Regions from separate parts of the Ovis aries genome. Here region 2 is linked to region 1. Evidence: chromatin contacts called from public Hi-C data. All regions are on one chromosome and are shown on one strand. The core of a region is the stretch at or near the end of the contact, and the rest is flanking DNA. Distances in the headings are between cores, read along the strand shown.

Region 1 (3,699 bases), core at 720-3,219:
CCTGGACTGAGGCAGTGAGCAGCACACACTGGACCACTCACAGAAGCCTCAAACCCAAACACCAGCCTCAGGTGCAGTGGCAGACCAGAAACAAGGCTGCTGTCTTCTGAAACCACCATGCTAAAATGAAAATTCTTTCTAATGGACAGAAGAGTTACCTTATCACTAGGGCTCGAAAATCCCTGCAAGGCTTTGAGTTTCCACACAAAGGTTTGAGTGCCAGCTCTGCCTTTCACTGGCTATCTGAGTCTGGACAGTATATTTAATCTTTCAAGTCTCATTCTCCTTATCTAAAAAGCAAGGACAATCATAACACCTGCCTATCAGAATTTTTCTAAAGATCAAGTGAGAGGTTGCATGCAAAGTGCTTAACACAGTATACAGGGCACTGTAAGCACTCAGTAAAACGTTTCCTGCTACTGCCATACTGGTGGTGGCGGCAGTTTCTATTGTCCCATATTAAACTGGATCCGTGGTAGAGATTAGAAGATCAAAGAATGCGGCCTTAGCTGAGACGTGTTTTAGGTGCCACCCAATCTTTTCCACTTTTCCAGGGAAGCCTGGCATGCAGCAGTCCATGGGGTGGCAAAGAGTCGGGTACCACTGAACTGAACTGAATCTTTTCCATTCATTATACATCACTATCTATCCTACCTATCTACCTACCTACTTATTTATAAATAGCTAGATAAAGATATGTAGATACATCCCTTAAAAAAAAGACTGAAGGTAATTCATGTAATTTGTACAACTAAACCTAGCCTTAAGAATAAGCCTGGCCGGTCACTGCCTGGGAGGCCATGGATAAGTCCATATTAGGTACCAACAGCCTTAGCAGGAGCGTGGAGGAACCAGATTTCCAGAGCACAAGGGTGTGACATAATGAACAAAGGCGTGGCCTACCTGGGAGATGAGCAGCTGGCAGGCTGCCAGCTCCCGCTCGCTGGCATTCATCTTCCTGTTGGAGTCCATCTGGGCGCTCTCGAGCTGTTTGCTGCGGTTCACCAGAGATTTGACCTCCGACTTCATCTTGCTGATGTACAGCCGGGCCATGGTGAATTCCTCTTCAATGACTCCGTTCACATCTGCCAACTGAGCACAGGAGGGAACCACTCAATGACGCCTAAGACTGCCAGAGGTTCACAGGGCCCTGAAACCTGTCCATGGGGATGTCTGTGGATTTCTGGGTTAAGAATCCCTAATCACAGGACCACAAGCTGAGAACCACAAGTTGAACTATAGGTTCCACCTGACGTTCTCTGAAACCTCAGATAAAACTTCCAGTGAAAAACCTCAATTAATATAATCTTCAATTAACCAGGTTTTTCATTACAATTGATTTTCTAGAATGAAAGAGATGATATCAGTAGAAAAAAATATTGAAATTTTAAAAAGAGATAACTCGGAAGAGGTGTTCCTTACATTTCTGGAAGGGCAGCAAAACCCAGTGTTCCTAAAGGTGATCCGGAGTCCCAAAAGAAATCATTCAAAACTTCAATTATGTTCTCTACAGTCTGTTATCCAGAGAAACAAGCAGTCTAAGAGCTTGAACATGTTTCTATAAGCAAAGGTTGAAATACAGAGGATTCTCTATATAGTTCTCAATTAAAGAATCTAATGAAAAAGAACATGTTATCACCAGAAACAGCTCTGGATGAAAGTTTTCCTGCATGACTTCTCATTATGACCAATGTTTCCTTGCCCCTACCTGCCTGCACACAGGGATCTCGCTTAGTTAAGATCACCTGAGAATAACAGTTTAAATTCACCTTTAGAAGAAAAGATTCTGACAATAAGAATTCTTCTACTATCTCATATTTGTTGTCTAATTTTCAGAGCTCTACAGGATACAAATAATGCAGCAAGATACTTGGGATAGAAACCCACTTGCTGAGATGCAGAGATAGCCTTGAGGAGCAAAGTAACTGCGAATATTTTGTTTAACCACCAGAGGGCACCCTAGCACCTCAGGAGAAAACAAGAGCCCTCTCCAGTACCCATCCCACGAACAGAGGCTTCAGTTTAAGACAGTGATTCCAACTCTGTTTTTTTGATGTTTCACAATACACTCCGTCTGCCCACTTTTGTCATTATTGCTGTCATTAGCTCATCGTATGACTATTTTTTTCAGTAAACATTTAAGAGCTATGAACCCAGAGTGGTCTATCAACCCTGAAAATTGGCAGCAGGTAAAAAGTACACAGGACAGTGCTGAGTGCCTGAAATCTGGTGTCAACCTTCCCCTAAAAATTCCCCAACAATGTTGCTAAACATCTCAGGGTCAATCAACACAACACAGAGTTCAGGTTCACAGCAAGAAAATCCACAATTATCAACATCTGACTCCATCTTACTTGAACAGAAGCGAAAGTGAAAGTCTCTCAGTCCCTTCCGACCCTCTGCGACCCCATGGACAATACAGTCCAAGGAACTCTCCCGGTCAGAGTCCTGGAGTGGGTAGCCATTCCCTTCTCCAGGGGATCTTCCCAACCCAGGGATCAAACCCAGGTCTCCCGCATTGCAGGCAGATTCTTTACCAGCTAAGCCACCAGGGAAGCCCCTTACTTTAATGGAGGTTCTTCCTAATCAGTTACACTTCCGTTTGCCAGCGATTTGCCTACCAAATCCACTCATTACACTTCTTTCATAATCCAGTATCATGGAGATAACAGATGAGAAAACCCCACAATCTTTAAGTTCAGTTTTCTCCTTGTGCCTTGGTGATCGGTCCAACATGGTACAGAGATGAGAAACTCATTCTTTAGCCTGACCAAGTGTGCCCTGTGTATTGTCTTTCTGTATAAAGGTAAGGAGACATCCATCTCTTTTGTGTGGAATTCACAACCTATACCCTCCTGGGGGTTAGAACATTGCTGAACCGAGTTAGGGTGTCGTGGGAAGGAAGCAAACACCTCCTCCTCTAAGACGTTCTTCAGCTGAGGGCACATTGTGTTCTATGCCCAGGTGACATCTGAATTGGAGATGAGTAGAAAAAAAATAAATCACAAAAATGGGCATTCTCTAAAGTGAGAACTGGGTATTTCTTCCCTCAAACCAGAACCATAACTTCTGAAGCCTATACTTATTCTAGGAGGTCAAAAAGGAGATTTTGAATCTACACCTGATGGGGGAAAAAAAAACAAACACACAGTACTCCAGGCAAATATTAACTGCAAGGTTTCTTACCACTTACAAGCTCATATATGTAGTCATATAACTTCAGAGTTTTCAGTAATTCCAGTATACTCTTATTTTAAAAAGAAGAATCAGAGTTTGCTGCTGTAGGCTTATTTAATAACTCTCCTCTGGGTCTGACAGTGACTGGAATGTATGTACTAGACCATGAGGCCCAGTGTGGATGGCTAATTCAGCAGAAGAGACTGCCTCCCCCTTCCGTCTTGCCTGTATAGGAATCACCCTCATCCACGTCTCTAGAGCATACTGCAGTCATCCAAGGAGCCATTTCTAGGCCAAGTAAAAGGTAAGTGAAGTGACTGCTCACATTCTAAGACCTAGAAAGTCACTTGTTGTTGCTGTTTAGTCACTCAGTTGTGGCCAACTCTTTTGTGACCTCATGGACTGCAGCCCGCCTGGCTCCTCTTCCATGGGATTCTTCAGGCAAGGATACAGGAGTGGGTTGCAATTTCCTTCTCCAGAGGATCTTCCCAGTTCAGGGATCAAGCCCCCGTCTCCCGTGTC
Region 2 (3,699 bases), core at 589-3,088, 310 kb after region 1:
CTTTCCTATGGAAAACTGAGCTAAGCTAGAAATACATTTTACTTAAAAACAAAGAATTTTCACATAAGACTTAGCTCTAAACCTTCAATATAAATCTTGGGTTTTCATCTTATTTTTTTTAAGTTCAATGTTCATCTAATATTGAGGACATACTCGTTTTCTACAGAAAGCCCAGGCTTTCAAATAATCGAACACCGAGAAATGTGATTAAATCACAGCAGAAAGTAGTAACAGCAAGGTAATATAATGAGGTCACAACTCGAGCAGCCAATCAAAAGCATAAAAGCATTTCCTGCAATATTAATAGTCAAAAGAGAAAACCAATCACAGAAACCTTGGGCCTTCTTTTGACAGTCACAGAAGCAAGAGAACCAATCCACACACACTCGGGGTTGACAATAAGGCGGGACCACAGGTTCATTGAAGAAATTCTTGAGGGTGCAGTTACTATGAACTTCGCACGCCAAGTACCACCACTCCAAGAGTCATCAACACTGTCAAGCCAGGTGAAATTCAACCGTATCCAAAATGTAGGCCATCGGGGGGAAAGCATTTTTGCCCTAAACTGCTATTATTAATTTTTTTTAAATGCAGCTGTCAACTTGGATGCAGTAGGTCCTCAACTTCTAAAAGATGCCCCCGCCCCGTCCGCCAAGCCGTGACAATTGTCGGGGACGCCACCGGAGGACAGCACATCCTCGGTCCCTTTCTAACACAACGCACGGAGCGGGCGCTGTCCCCCCTAGGCAGGCAGAAACGACTAGCTCCGGGCCACGGAGCTAGCCGGTCAGCGGCTTTCTAACGCTACATCCTGCTACTAGTCGCGGCCCCCGCCCTCTCCCGCCGCAGTGCTGCACCATCACCTCCATCCCTCTGCACCAACGAGGGCCGAGGAACGAGATTACCTTGCTAGGGGGAAGATAATGTTTGTTTTGAAAGCGCTTTACTTTCCGTAACTCATATCAAAGAGAACCTAATGCGAAACTAAAGCTAAAAGTGTGTGTGTGTTGGAGCGGGGGGCAATCTTCCCTAGCCAAAGGGTCCCTTGCCGATTAATTAATACCACACCCGAGGTGCGAGGTGTTGGGGGGTAGGTAAACAGAGGCCGTACGCCAAGTGCGGCCAGAACATCCCCTGCGCCATTCCCGGCCGCCGCTTACGGCAAGGCCCCCTTACGGCAGCGTAAGCGGCGCTGCGAGCTAATCACAACACTGGGACGCAACAACATGGCGGCCGCGGGCGGGCGCTGCGCCGGCCGAGAGGGTTTACGCTACTCCGCCGGCGTAGGGTCCCATGCGATGGAGCGGCAGCGGCGCCCTCCAGCGAGCGTAAAGCGCTCTGTGAATGGCGAGGCCCGACTGACAAAGGGGAGGGGGGAGGAGAGAAGGGGGGGTAATAAACACTCGAGTCCCTACCGATTCCTCCTCCTTCTCCATCCCGGTGGGCATCTGGGGCACGGCCCGGTTGATGGAGACGCAGTCGTTGAGATCAGGCATGTCCTTGCCGCGGTAGATAGGCAGCGGTTTGGCGGCGTCCAGCGCCCGCGCTCGGAAGGAGAGTTTACTCATTGTCTCCCCGCCTCACAGGAACAGCCCGGGCGGCGGCGGCGGGGCGGGCGGGGAGGGGGGGAGGACTCCCGCCGCCTCCTCCACCTCCTTCCTCAGTGCAGCGCGGCCGGCCCGCTCCTCCTCCTCCTCCTCACTGCCCCCGGCCACAGCATGGGCGCCCACCCCGCCCGAAAACAGCCCCCCGCCGCCCGCGGCCGCTTCCACACACTAGATCCGCCGCTCGCCCGCCCGATCCGCTCCCTGCGCCATGGCCAACATGGCGGACATTACCACAGCGGCGGCGAGCGATCCCGGCAGCCCGCGCGAGAGCGCGCCCCCGCCGCGGGGACGCGCCTCGCCCTCTCCCTCCCTCCCTCCTTCCTCTCCCTTCCCCTCCCTCGCCTGCCCACCCACTCTCTCCGCTGCGCGGCCGGCCCGCGGGTGCGTGCTCAGCCTCCGGCCGCTCCGGAGAAAGGGGGTGGCGGCGACGGCCGCTCTCTGCTCGGCAGCCCGCGCCCTCGCCGTGTGGCAGGTGCCAGGTGCGCAAGTTAACCCGCGCCCCCTGAGCGTGCGCCTCTGCCTCTGCGGCCCCGACACCCCGCTCGCTGGGTACCCCGAGGAAGGCGCCGCGCAGAACAGCCGCGCTGAGCAGCGCGATTGTGCTGAAGCGGGAAGGGAAGATGTCAACAGGCGCCACAGCTGCCCCACCGCGCCTGTACTTATGAAGAGCTTATTTCTAAGGCGCCTCGAGCGCCGGCTCGTTCGCATCTTCCGATTCGTACAGCCCTGAGAAGTGTGAAAGGTTCATTTCTTCTCGCGACTCCGAGGGGCGCAGACCTGCCGGGTCTCGCCCACCCGGAAAACTCACATGGCCCCAGCCCTCTTCCCCGCATCCTCTCTTCGGTACGTGACCGAAAGAGCTCTCCAAGGTAAGGCATCCTCGCTTTCGCCGGGAGGATGCTAACGCCTGCAGTGAGGCTTAACGTTTGAGACTGCCAGATGCAACAAGTGCACTTGAACCTGTCTCCCAAACTTCATAGAATTACGTAGTGGATGATAGATATTTCTAATTTCAAAACTAGAGTTCTTAAAAATTAAGCTTATAAAATTTAACCAAGGCAGCACACATTCCCAAAGTGACAGGTCTGTCTAAAATATTGGTGCTGTGGAAGGCGCAAAGAAGTTTGAGATACAAAGTTCTTCGTGCAACTTTGACATTGATGGGATGGCAGAAAGGTTGGAAAGATGAATAACAATAAGAGATGTAAATAATTGAAGAGCAGGGCAACCAGAAAGCAAAATGAAGAATGACAGTAAAAAAAAAAAAAAAAAGAAAAATTGATCCCTTGAAGAACACTGTATAGGTGATGACACAAGGCAGTAGACATGATTAATTACCAAGTGAGTCCCACAAACCCTGATTGCCAGGAGAGTTCCGAGAAAGGAGACTTCTTAAGCCTGAACCAGTTAGAGGAAGTTCTAAAGAGGAGAGAAGATCCAGCTGACTCAAACAAGCACCAGCTATTGTTGACATCAGCCTCATTTAACTGAGTTCCTTGGTTAGACTTTAAGCACTACAGTTTTCCTGCAAAATTCCTAGGAAGAGTGTAACATTTTGCCATTTTGTAATAATTGATAAATATCTTTCCTAATTCAAAGAAAGTAGATAGTTTGCTGACATCTAGAAGAGAAAAAAAACTTACTCTTAGTCATTCGTATGTGACATCAAAGCTCCATCTCTTCCTCCACTTTCTCTCAGATCATTTACTTACTCTCAGATCATTTACTTACTCTCCTCTCTTTTTCCTGCCTGAATTCCTCCCTTTTCTCTCCACCTCCCCCTGTGAAGGCAAAATGGTGGATACAGACTGCCTGGCATAGCCTAACCCCTGCACCCAGCAAGAATTCAGGCATGCTTAGTGGGGCTTGAGTGTTTTCCATCCACTTTGTTGCTGAAAACAGTGGAGGTTCATGACACTTCTTGAAAACGATACCTTCCTCAATCTTATGGGCATGTCCTGATCCAAGTGTTACCCTCTGGAACAGGTCGGTTCTCTGCAAGGAAGAACAAGATGTTATTGGGAGGAGGTGAGCCCTGGAGTCAAGCCTGAGAGGGGTGAGGGGAAGCACTGGTTGAAGATATTAGTCAACC

What was found. Hi-C and Micro-C count contacts between places; a contact is called where the count stands out from the background.
Region 2: a Hi-C map of hypothalamus shows a contact between it and region 1, with 5 times the contacts expected there. The contact joins the promoter of EPC2 here to the enhancer-like site in region 1. A contact is called at or near these places in 4 of 16 Hi-C or Micro-C datasets (hypothalamus, muscle, skin fibroblasts and 1 more).

The regions. Positions count from the first base shown.
Region 1 is chr2:160,596,047-160,599,745 of ARS-UI_Ramb_v3.0, forward strand. KIF5C (kinesin family member 5C) reads right to left here. Exons shown (of 26, transcript XM_012137979.4): 16 at 904-1,092. Among named protein-coding and RNA genes, the nearest start is that of LYPD6B, 49 kb to the left of the region's middle. Within about 2 kb of position 1,970, at least 10 of the 54 cell types and tissues checked have an H3K27ac peak or open chromatin away from gene starts, as enhancers often do. A contact at or near this core is called in hypothalamus, where this site is marked.
Region 2 is chr2:160,901,570-160,905,268 of ARS-UI_Ramb_v3.0, forward strand. It overlaps EPC2 (enhancer of polycomb homolog 2), which reads right to left and starts at 1,839. Exons shown (of 12, transcript XM_060409981.1): 1 at 1,416-1,839. The coding sequence starts at 1,568.